2 separate regions of the Mus musculus genome follow, and region 1 is linked to region 2. Evidence: chromatin contacts called from public Hi-C data. All regions are on one chromosome and are shown on one strand. Each heading gives the region's core, a stretch centred on a gene start, on an enhancer-like site or on the middle of the called end of the contact. The rest is flanking DNA. Distances are from core to core; before and after follow the strand shown. Region 1 overlaps Eif4g3 (eukaryotic translation initiation factor 4 gamma, 3). Region 2 has its middle 24 kb from the start of Eif4g3.

Region 1 (5,842 bases), core at 3,207-5,706, 46 kb before region 2:
ACAAAAGCAAACAAACAAAAAAGAACTCACAGGTATAGCAGTTCAGGCTTAAAATCCAAGCAATGGGAGATAGAGACAGATAGATCATAACAGTATGGAGGTCTGAATAAGAATGGCCCCCAGACCCTCATGTATTTGAATGTCTGGTCCCTTCCTAGCTAGTGGAATGTTTGAGTAGAATTAGGAGGCGTGGCCTTTGTCGGAGGAGGCGTGTCATTGGATTTGGGTTTTGAGGTTTTAAAAGCCCATTTCAGGCCCTGAGTGCCTACCCACCCACCCACCCTCTTCCCAATGCCTGCAATCAGGCTGGGGGGCGACTACCTCTGCTGTGACTCTGTATGCTGCCAGCTCTCCCATCACAACCATCATCGACTAAACCCCAAAACTGTAAACAAGGCCTCTGACTAAATACTTTCTTTTATGAGAGTTACCTTGGTCATGGTGACTCTTCATGACAATAAAATAGTGACTAAAGACACACAGCAAACACTATACTTTAAACAAAAACAATAGCTAATAAACAAGAAGATAGAAGACTAAATCTTCTGTTTTAGTTTTAATTTTCTGAGGCAGGGTCTCACAAGATAGAGCTAAATGGTCTCAAACTCAAGAGATTCTCCTGCCTCTGCCCCTCTGCCTCTGCCTCCTCAGTGCTGGGATTAAAGGCCACCAGCACTGGCTCCTTTTTTTTTTTTTTTAAATTAGCATTTATCAAGTGTACAAACTACTGGGTTTCACCCTGACATTTTTCACATGAGTGCACTTTGGTCACGGTCACAGAACTGACTGCCATGGGTAACTAAGGAAACAGAAGGCCTGGGCTGGCTCCGGCACTCGTGGCTTCTGCTGCTCACTCAGGCCTTCCTTACACCCAATCCTGAGAACTGTGAGAGCCGTCAGTGTAGCGTGTCCAACTACTACATTCACAGCACAGCAGCAGCTGGGAGCAGCTGGGCCACAGAGCACCTCTCTAGTATGCAAGAGAACCTTCAACAGCACACACACACAAATTATTTCCGGTAAATAATAAAAACATGCTCTGCAGATAAAACCTACTCTGGGATGTCCCTGGGAAGCGAGACCAGCGCAGGCCGTGTGTGGACTGCTCTATCGTTTTGTGCACAGAAATCTTTACTAAGGAAATCTCTAGAATGCTGCTCATCATTCTACACAGCAAAACTGCTGACACCCATAAAGAAAGACATCTTAACCTACACACATGGGCAAAGACATCTGCATACATGCAAACACAGGCACACACATGCAAACACCAAACAAGAGAGAGAGAGAGACAGAGAGAGAGAGAGAGAGAGCCCTTCCTAACTTTTGTTTAAGAGGACAGTGTCTCACTGCCCACGGAGACATACTTTTTCTTCCTGATTGCTAAGCAGCTGATCCCTGTTGTCCTACATCATCCCTGTGACTAGTCACAGACGGAAAGGACAAGAACTCAGGCAAAACCACGCCCATCTACCTGACAGTGTATCCAGTCTGGGGAGTGACCCAGGGGTATGCACACAGAGACTTCAATTCCCAACTCCAACCACATCCACCTCTCACCTGAGGCTTCCTCCTGGGCTGCAAAATTCCTCACTCCAGCTGCACAAGAGCCCTCTTGAATTCTGCCCCACCTGTCACTCACTTCAACCAATTCACCACCTAATCTGCAATCTGCATCGCCCTCAGCACGGCTGCCATCCACCGCCAGGCAGGTACACTTGCTGCCTTCTGCAGCCAACACTGCTGGGTGAACGACAGCAGCTGCTGAGGTTTCGTGCTGCGGCAGAGAAGGGGTGGGTCCCTTGCTGAGGCTATAAATCCCAATACTCTGGCATCTCCTCCTGACTGCAGCATCTGCTATACACTCTCCCTCGAGCAATCCCCATCCCGAAGACAGCAAGGACCCAGGGCACTGTCTCCAGGCATCTCCTGCTGCTTAGTCCCACGAAGCACAGCAGCAGCCAGGTCCCGTAGCAGCCCTTGCTGCAGTAGCAGACATTTTCTGGTTCAGCTCTGCTGCAGCCCCAGCTGGAAGGCAGGACAGCAAGGACAGAAGAGCACAGGACTTTGAAAAGGAAACTCAAACAGACCGTCTGCCCCAAACACTGCACTTACTTGCCCCAACCGTAAAAATACAGGCTTCCTTTACATCACATGTTCGCTAGCTGGCAATGTATCAGCACTAGTATGGCTACCACGGTAAACACAGACAAGTCCTACTGCTTAGGGAGGATGCTCAACGAGCTGGGTTTCTAGTTAACTGGATTAAAACAAGTAGGTTTCCTGCTGCTGTTCTGGGGAAAGAGGTTCACTGCTGGGATCAGATCCTGGCCTTGTCCACACTAAGCAAGCGCTCTAACTGAGCGATGTACCGAGCACTTAAAAACCAACTGAAAAACAAGTTCTACCAGAGAAAGCGGATGCTCCATTCCGTGCCTGCACTGAACCTCCAGGGATGGTATTGTAAGTCTTCTCTATGCTCCTATGTCAACCACATAACTTAACCTGCCTGACAAGCAGACTCTGATTCAGCCAGACTTGAGCTTTATTTCATTTTTCAAAATAAAGTATGTTAATTTTTCTGATTATAAAAGCAGTCTTTGACTGGGCCATGGTGGCACATGCCTTTGATCCCAGCACTCAGGAGGCAGAGGCAGGTGGATGTCTTGAGTTCAAGGACAGCCTGGTCTAAAGAGTGAGTTCCAAAGACAGTCAGGGCTACACAGAGAAAGCCTATCACAAAAAACAAAACAAGCAGGGGAGGATTTTCAATCAGTCAATCTGAAATCAAGTGCTAAACCTATCTTAGAGCATTAAGGACATCAGGAGCTAGAGAGCTGTTGGTGACAGAGCCCTTGTCCAGTTATTATCAGGCCCTCCCTGCAACCTATCAGCAGCACACCACGATGAGTAAGCACGAAGCATTCTTTAACATAATGTTCAGTCTCTGTTATATCATCTACAGAACAAACAATGAAACCCCAGTCATCTGTCCCTCACCTGCCCTGCTGGGGAAGAGAGACTGGCTATTTGCTTTCGTCTCTGCCTGTCACAGGGTTGATCCCCAGCACTTCCCACATGCACACTCACGGTTCAAGCTCAATGCTAGCCAAGGTTACATAGTGAGAACCTATCTCAAAAAGCAAACAAAAAACAAGAAAAGCCCACCACCACCTGACCTCCTTCTGGACCTCTCCAGTCTGAATGATGAAGGAATTAAAATACGCAACTGAGCTTCCCACCACACGCAGGCCTGTGACTGAACCCAAGCAAGCGGCAAAGCAGCAAGTGCAGTTCCCAGCCGGGGAAGCGGGGAAATGGGCTAGCCTAGGCTATAACCCAAAAATAATCTAAGAGAATCTAAGCCATTAAGTGCTAACAAATCTAAATAAGCATCCTTAGGTATCAGGTGAAACCGGGCACCGTGGTGCTCACCTGTCAAGCCCAGCAACAGGGAGAATAAGGATCCCAGTTCGAGGCCAGTCTCGGCTAAAGAGTGAACTCCTGCCTCAAAACCCTCTGAGCACCTGGGGCTGGAGAGGCCGTTAGATGAGTAGAAGCAATGTCTATTCCTCCAGCACGGGGGCGCCCCGTGTCCATGCTGCCCTCCACATGCATTGCATCTGTGTGGTACACTGACAAACAGCACTAACGGAAGTAAAAATAAAAAGCCAAGCAGTGGTGGCACACGCCATTAGTCCCAACACTCAGAGGCAGAGGCAGGAGGATCTCTGAGTTCAAGGGCAGCCTGGTCTACAGACTGAGTTCAGGCTACACAGAGAAAGCCTGTCTTGAACTACAGATAGACAGCAGACAATCTCCAGAGTCGCAGGTAAGCTTACACACAGTATCGCTGCTTCCTAATGTCCTCCTGTTTCCCACTCCTTCCTCGTTAACTGCTTAGTCCTACTTACGTTTTTCTCATACCGTGGTCCCTCTTCACCCCACAGTCCTGAGGTAGTCAGGAGGCATTGATTACCAGTGTGCTGCTCCTGCTCCACGCAGCTTCTGCACTGTTCCAAGAGAATCTAAAACACCCTCCTCCCCAAGCTTCCTAGCTGGAGTCCTGCTTCAGAGGCTCCTTCAGAGACTCGTAAAGCGCTCTCGAGGCCGGGAGCCCTATTCTAACTCAGCTGAGATCTGCGTGAGGAAACTGAATGGAGGATTTCCATCATCTATTCCACCCCGAAGACTCTGGCTCTCTTTCTTCTCAATCCCGACATGAACTAATGCCAGTTGCCATGCGTGGTCGGGCTGGCAGGTGAGTGAGCAGGTGAGGCCACTGAGGAGAAGCGATTTCATTACACTTAGGACACCAGAGAAGCCAGCAAAAGACAACCGCCATTGTTACACTGCTGAACACGCTGTCGGCGTCACGGGCTGGAGACCACCTATGGTCAGCAAGCCCCATTTAAGGGCCAAGAAGCACCAAAGCTTAGCAGGTAGCCTCTCAAAGCCTTAGCAATCTCATCTCTCCAAACACAACTCAGATGGTCACCCAACGAATCTCGGGAGCAGCTCAAAGGGCGGGTTCGTTCTGAAGCTCTGTGGACTACAAAGCAGAAAACTGGACACACAAAACCCAACCTTAAAACAAGAAGCCTGCCTCTAGCTGCAACAGCCTGGGCTCTACAGAGAGCCACATTCTCAGACACAGGAGTGCTCCAGTGACTCACAATGGATGCCAAGGTAATAAGCTACTTACAAAGAGGAACTGAAACCAGGCGGGCGAGATGGGAATCGCTCCTCTTTTCCCGACAGCCACTTTCTGTCATGGAGTACCCTAAACCGCTCGACGAAACCTTCTTGGTCTGCTGTGAATGCCTGCAGTTCAGTTTCACTTCTCAGAGCCAAACGGTCATCTTTAAGAATCCTTGCACTCGGGCTGGTGAGATGGCTCAGTGGGTAAGAGCACCCGACTGCTCTTCCGAAGGTCCAGAGTTCAAATCCCAGCAACCACATGGTGGCTCACAACCATCTGTCAGGAGTGTCTGAAGACAGCTACAGTGTATTTACATATAATAAATAAATAAATCTTTAAAAAAAAATTCCTTGTCGTTATTTTAAAAAAAAAAAAAAAAAAAAAAAAAAAAAAAAAAAAGAATCCTTGCACTCTAAGATTCCCTCTCCAAACCCACTCTTCACTTTGAACAAAATGACTGACAAGTTCCCGCTGATCTCATACACACCGGCTATTTACACATTTGCACCTATCATCTGGTTCATAGAGAGGGTGGGACAGGATGATCACCTGAGAGTTCACTCAAGAGTTCAGGACCAGTCCCCTAGACCATATTTAAATAGAAATTTGCCATCAACCATGAAGCCCAAGCACACCTGAGCATGAGCAACTCCGCTCTTCCTGCAGAAAACCAGTCGTTTCAGCCTCACCTGCCGGCACACATCCCCGCAGTGCTAGGTAAGCAGGGGCAAGCCAACCAAGCCCTGAGGTCAGCCTGGTCTACAGAGGGGTTTCTAAGACACTCAGTGAGACTGTGTCTCAAATGTAAAATAAAACAGCTTGTCAACTAAGGCTGAAGGACAGAGGTACAGCTTGGGGTGAGAGTGCACATCTGGTGTGCAGGATCCAGCTGCCAGGAAACAGCGCTTAACCCTCTCACACAACCAATAATTAATACATTTTAACATGTACTTCTGGGGTGATGGAGAGAGCAGTGGGTAAAGTCTACTGTGCCAGCATGAGGTCCTGAGTTTAGATCCCAAATTCACAGAAAGGCTAGGTGTGGTGGTGTGGGCTGTAACCACAGCTGGGGGGGGGGGGGGGCAGGGGAAGAGGTGGACCCCAGGGTTGCCAGCCAGCTAGTCTGGCCAAAATGGTGAG
Region 2 (5,503 bases), core at 2,532-5,031:
CTCCAGAGATTCCAATCCCCTCTTCTGGCCTTCTGTGGACACTTGCCTACGTGTGCACCAACACACATACACATGATTAAAAAGACAGTAAGTCAGCCAGGCATGGCAGTTTAATCCTGGCACTCAAGAGGCCAAGGCAGGCTGAGGCTAGCCTGGTCTACATGAGTTCCAGGACAGCCAGGGTGACAGAGTAAGACCCTGTCTCAAAATAAAAAAAAATGAGGCCAAGCATGGTGGTGTATGTCTTTTGTTTGTTTGGTTGGTTGGTTGGTTTTTTCGATACGAGACAGGGTTTCTCTGCATAGCCCTGGCTGTCCTGGAACTCACTCTGTAGACCAGGCTGGCCTCAAACTCAGAAATCCACCTGCCTCTGCCTCCCGAGTGCTGGGATTAAAGGCGTGCACCCCCCCCCCCACTAGTGGTGTATGGTTTAGTGTGAGCTCCAGGACACCCAAGGCTACACAGAGAAATCCTATCTTTAAAAACTGATAAATAGGGCTGGAGAGATGGCCCAGCAGTTAGAAGCACCGATTGCTCTTCCAGAGGTCCTGAGTTCAATTCCCAGCAACCACATGGTGGCTCACAACCAACTGGAATGAGATTTGATGCCCTCTTCTGGTGTGTCTGAAGACAGTGACAGTGTACTCAAATAAATAATTCCAAAAATTAATAAATAGCCCAGTCTATGGTGTCCAGTTGCAACAACAATAAAGAGAGAACAATGTGCAGAGCCAGAGCTCAGGACATGGGTTCAAATCTCAGCTTTGTCCCTGCCTACCTATCTGGCCCCTCTTCTTCACATCCCAGGTCCCCATTGAGAACAACAATATCCATCTCACAGTACTGACAGGCTTCACTCTGGGACCAGACCTACTGCCAGCGCTCGGGAATAGCAGTTTCCCTCCTCACCTCTGGCTAGCACTCACCCCCTTCCCCAAGCCGCCACTGCACGCCACATTCAAAGTGGCCAGTGTGGCTATTATTTCTGAGAATACAACCCTTGGCTGTCTTGTGTCTTTTCAGTCCCATCTTCCTCCAACCCGCAGCACTTCAAAGGAGGGAAAGCCCAAGTGTCGTGCCACTGGATTGGCAAATGTCCCAGAGGATCTTGTCCGCCAGCCACTGAGCTCCACACTCAGCCCCCATTCACTCACGTCTGACAAGGTCAATGAGGAAAATACACAGCGCAGATCAAAGGGGCTGTCAAAAGCTCTCGGGGTGGGGGGGTGGGAGGGCACTCTCCCGGCAGGATTTCACGTCACACAAAAGTGCATGCAGGGGGTGCTCCATAAAAGCTCCCCCACTCACATGCCCAGAGATACCAAAAGCTGGTTCCCATGACAACGCCGCTGCCAATGTTATATATAAATGTGTGTCTGTCTGTGTGTGTGTGTGTGTGTGTGTGTGTGTGTACATAGCCACCCAGAGATGCACAGAAATAAACTCTTGGCATAAGTTCCCCCTATTCTAAATGTGAAATAACCTGCAAGGATTGATGACTGGAGGGAAAGAAGAAGGTGGCTTTTGAATAAACAGGCTCGCCTCCCTGGGACTGACACCTGCTTTGCTGTATGTCTGGCTTGTTTCCTGCACCTGGAATAAAGCGATACATCACTGTTGAAAGAATGAATAAATGATGGATAAAGAAGAAAAAGAAAGCCCTGTGTCGTCGTGGGGCAAGCCTTTAATCCTGGCACTAGGGAGGCAGAGGCAGGCGGATTTCTGAGTTCGAGGCCAGCCTGGTCTACAGATCGAATTCCAGGACAATCAGGGCTGCACAGAGAAACCTTGTCTCAAAGAGAGACAGAAACAGAGAGAGAGAGAGAGAGAGAGAGAGAGAGAGAGAGAGAGAGGCATCCTGCCAGTCCGGGCTAGAAAGAGTTCCTGCTGGTGTCTAGTCACATCTAACCTGCTTTTTGCTGGTGGTGGGGTTTTGTTTTTGTTTTTGTTTTTGTTTTTTGTTTTCTGATGAAAGAGCTGAAGCTTGTGAGGAGGAGGAAATTGCTAGGTGTGGAAACATCTGTAATCCCAGCACTAATTGGGTAGGGACCTGAGGCAGGAGGATTGTGAGTTCAAGGCCTGCTTATGCTAAATAGGGAAATCAAGGGACACATAATGAGCTGTGTGTGTGTGTGTGTGTGTGTGTGATTTTCTGTATAGCCCTGTCTGTCCTGGAACTCACTCTGTAGACCAGGCTGGACCCAAACTCAGAAATCCACCTGACTCTGCCTCCCAAGGGCTGGGACTAAAGGTGGGCACCACCACTGCCTGGCAAGAGGTTCTATTTTTAAAATGGGGGCTATAAGTGGTGTCTGGCACCTGCCTTTAATCCCAGCCCTCGGGAGGCAGAGGCAGGTGGATCTCTGAGTTCCAGGCCAGCCTAGTCTACAAAGTGAGTTCCAGATCAACCAGGGCTACACAGAGAAACCCTGTCTTGAAAAAAACAAGCAAACAAACAAAAAACACCCCCCCCCAAAAAAAGAAAAGAAAACAGGCTGCACAAGCCATGCAGAGCAAGCCAGTGAGCAGCATCCTTCCACGGCCTCTGCATCAGCTCCTGCCTCCAGGCTCCTCCCTGCTTCAGTGCCAGTCCTGACTTCCTTCATTGATGAGCAGTGATGTGAAAGCATAAACCAAAAAAGCCCTTGCCTCCCCAGTCGCTTTGGTCAAAGTGTTACATCACAGCAATAGTAACCCTAAGAAACAGACAACCAAGAAAATAGATAAAATCAAGGTGGTATAATACATAAACATTTTAAATGAATTCATTTTAAATGAATATAAATATTTAAACATTTAATATATTGTTTATTATGTTATACATATATTTATATGTACAATATATGTATATCTATATATACATATATATATACACACACATATATATGTCTACTACTCAGTAGGTGGAGTCAGGAGAATCAGAAATTCAAGACCATTCTTGGTTACATATTAAGTTCAAGGCTAGCTTGGGATATATGAGACCCTGACTCAAAAAACGAAACAAAATAAAAAAAAAATAAGTAAAAAGCCATTATGGTGTTGCCTGCCATCTGAGCACTGGAAAGGTAGAAACAGAAAGGTCACCACAAAATTGAGGGCAGTCTGGGCTATATAGTGAGTTCCAGGGCAGCCTGGACTACATAGAGAGAGCCCAGGAGCCTGAGGAGGAAGAACATGTGCTCTTATTTTTTTAAAAAGATTTATTTATTTATTATATGTAAGTACACTGTAGCTGTCTTCAGACACACCAGAAGAGGGCATCAGATCTCATGGCAGATGGTTGTGAGCCACCATGTGGTTGCTGGGGTTTGAACTCAGGACCTTTGGAAAAGCTGTCAGTGCTCTTAACCGTTTTTTTTTTTTTTTTGCTTTTTGTTTTAATCTATCTATCTATCTATCTATCTATCTATCTATCTATCTATCTATCTATCTATCTATCTATCTATCTATCTATCTATCTATCTATCTATTTGAGACAGGGTTTCTCTGTGTAGCTCTGGCTATCCTGGAACTCACTTTGTAGAGCAGGCTGGCCTCAAACTCAGAAATCCACCTGCCTCTGCCTCCCAAGTGCTGGGATTAAAGGCGAGCGCCACCACACCCGGCCAGTTCAGGATTTCTTAACGGTCTGTTTGCCTTCTAATGTCTAAGGACTAGGGGGTGGGTCTTGTCAGCCCCAGCAGCTCTCTCACCTGAAGAACTCTGGGCTCTTTGGCCTCAGGAGATCAAGCGACAGGATGTGGATCCAGGGCTGAGTCCCTTGTGTTCTGGTGCCACCTAGTGGTCGTAACGTAACACTGCCATGTGAAACTGCTTGAGCCAGCCCACGCCCTTTGTAGAACCAGGGATGTACCCAGGTTCTGGGCAAATACATGGAAATGATGGGAGCCTAGGCATGGGCTCCTTGATACCCCAGGTGTGTCATGCTTCCGTACTAGGTCAGCTATGGGTTGTGCCCTATTAGTCTCTGGCTCCGGGACAGAGGCAGATGGATCTCTGGGGCTTGAGGTCAGCCTGGTCTATATAATAAAGTTCCAGGCAGCCATGGCTATATGAGACCTTGCCTCTAAACAAAACGCCTAACACCTCCTTAAAGGCCTATACCACCATGTTTGGTCTTTATTTTGTTTGTTTTTAAGATTTATTTTGTTTTAATTTATGACTCCATGTGAGTGCCTGCGTGCATGTGTGTACCATGTGTAGCTTCTCTCCCAGATACACATTCATCACATGATCAAACTGCACTTCCTTACTTGGTACCACTGTCTCAGGTGTGACATAGTTACCTGTCTTAGGCATCACATGACATGCTCACCTGGGAGGGACAGGGGACACACATTTCAGCATGAGGGTCCTAGGTTCCATCCCCTGCACACCATAAACTCGATGTGGTGGTGCACACCTGTAATCTCCACTCTTGGGAGGTGGAGGCAGGAGGATCAGAAGTTTAGGGTTATCCTCGGCTACACCGAAAGTTCAAGACCAGCCTGGGCTACATGAAATTCCGTCTTAAAGACACAGAACAAAACAAAACAAAAATGAAAATAGTCTTGGGTACTGCTGTGCATCTTCTCATTAACAGCAATCAGCTTAATGCATTCTGCTTAAGATAACAATGTAACCATGGTGGCTGTAACAATGTAACCATGGTGGCTGTAACAGTGTAACCATTGTGGCTGTAACAATGTATCTTGGTGGCTGTAATGCACGACAGGGAGGAGATGCCCTGCACCACACCCATCCACAGACAGTGATGTTGGGATCTGGGTTGTGAGTACAGTGGAATTACAAGCATTTATAGCACGGACCTTTCTGTGCATGGGTAGAACATGTCTCTGCACGGATTCTCATCTTCACTGAAGCACAGTTGTCTTCTGAAGTTATTTGTCCTTGGGCCATTTCTGAAGTGAGGTCTGTGAGGCATTTAAAGACTTCCTTAACTTCTCCTTCCCGGGCTGGAGAGATGGCTCCGTGGTTAAGAGCACTGACTGTTCTTCCAGAGGTCCTGAGTTCAATTCCCAGCAACCACATGGTGGCTCACAACCATCTGCAATGGGGTCCGATGCCCTCTTCTGGTGTCTGAAGACAGCTACAGTGTACTTACATATAATAAATAAATCTTTAAAAACAAACAAACAAAAGACCTTCTCCTTCCCACGGAATGCCTCTGCCTAGCTCTTTGGCTCACACAGTTAAGGATTTCAGATCACTTACATTTTTCCAGTTGTTCTTGACGCAGCTCTGTTCTCTCCACAGTCCTCAGCTGCAAGGGAAAACCCTGAACAGCCAGGCAGGAGGCTCAGGTTTTGCATCGGGAGAGGGGCATTACTGACTTGGCACAGATGGACTGTTTATGAAAAGGAGGGAAGAGAAGAGCAGTGGGGACTCAGGGCGATGAGAACTGTCAGTACTCTTGGTTGCTAGGAAGAGGGTCTGTTAGGAGTACCGTCGTCTGCAGGCCAGGGCCTGGGGGTACAGCAGGAAACTGACAGGAGATGTCCCT

The links. A called contact is a pair of places that touch in the nucleus more often than the background predicts.
Region 1: a Hi-C map of bone marrow-derived macrophages shows a contact between it and region 2, with 40 read pairs. The contact joins two enhancer-like sites. A contact is called at or near these places in 1 of 15 datasets of contacts at CTCF or cohesin (pro-B cells), 11 of 484 Hi-C or Micro-C datasets (CD4 T cells, CD8 T cells, Sertoli cells and 7 more), 2 of 115 datasets of contacts at active chromatin or transcription factors (cardiomyocytes and embryonic stem cells) and 3 of 9 other capture datasets (adipose tissue, liver and pancreatic islet).

What each region holds. Positions count from the first base shown.
Region 1 is chr4:138,013,240-138,019,081 of GRCm38.p6, reverse strand. The region is part of intron 2 of Eif4g3 (eukaryotic translation initiation factor 4 gamma, 3); the gene reads right to left. Among named protein-coding and RNA genes, the nearest start is that of Eif4g3, 23 kb to the right of the region's middle. Within about 2 kb of position 4,456, at least 17 of the 459 cell types and tissues checked have an H3K27ac peak or open chromatin away from gene starts, as enhancers often do. A contact at or near this core is called in bone marrow-derived macrophages, where this site is marked.
Region 2 is chr4:137,966,644-137,972,146 of GRCm38.p6, reverse strand. No RefSeq gene overlaps it. Among named protein-coding and RNA genes, the nearest start is that of Eif4g3, 24 kb to the left of the region's middle. Within about 2 kb of position 3,781, at least 7 of the 459 cell types and tissues checked have an H3K27ac peak or open chromatin away from gene starts, as enhancers often do. A contact at or near this core is called in bone marrow-derived macrophages, where this site is marked.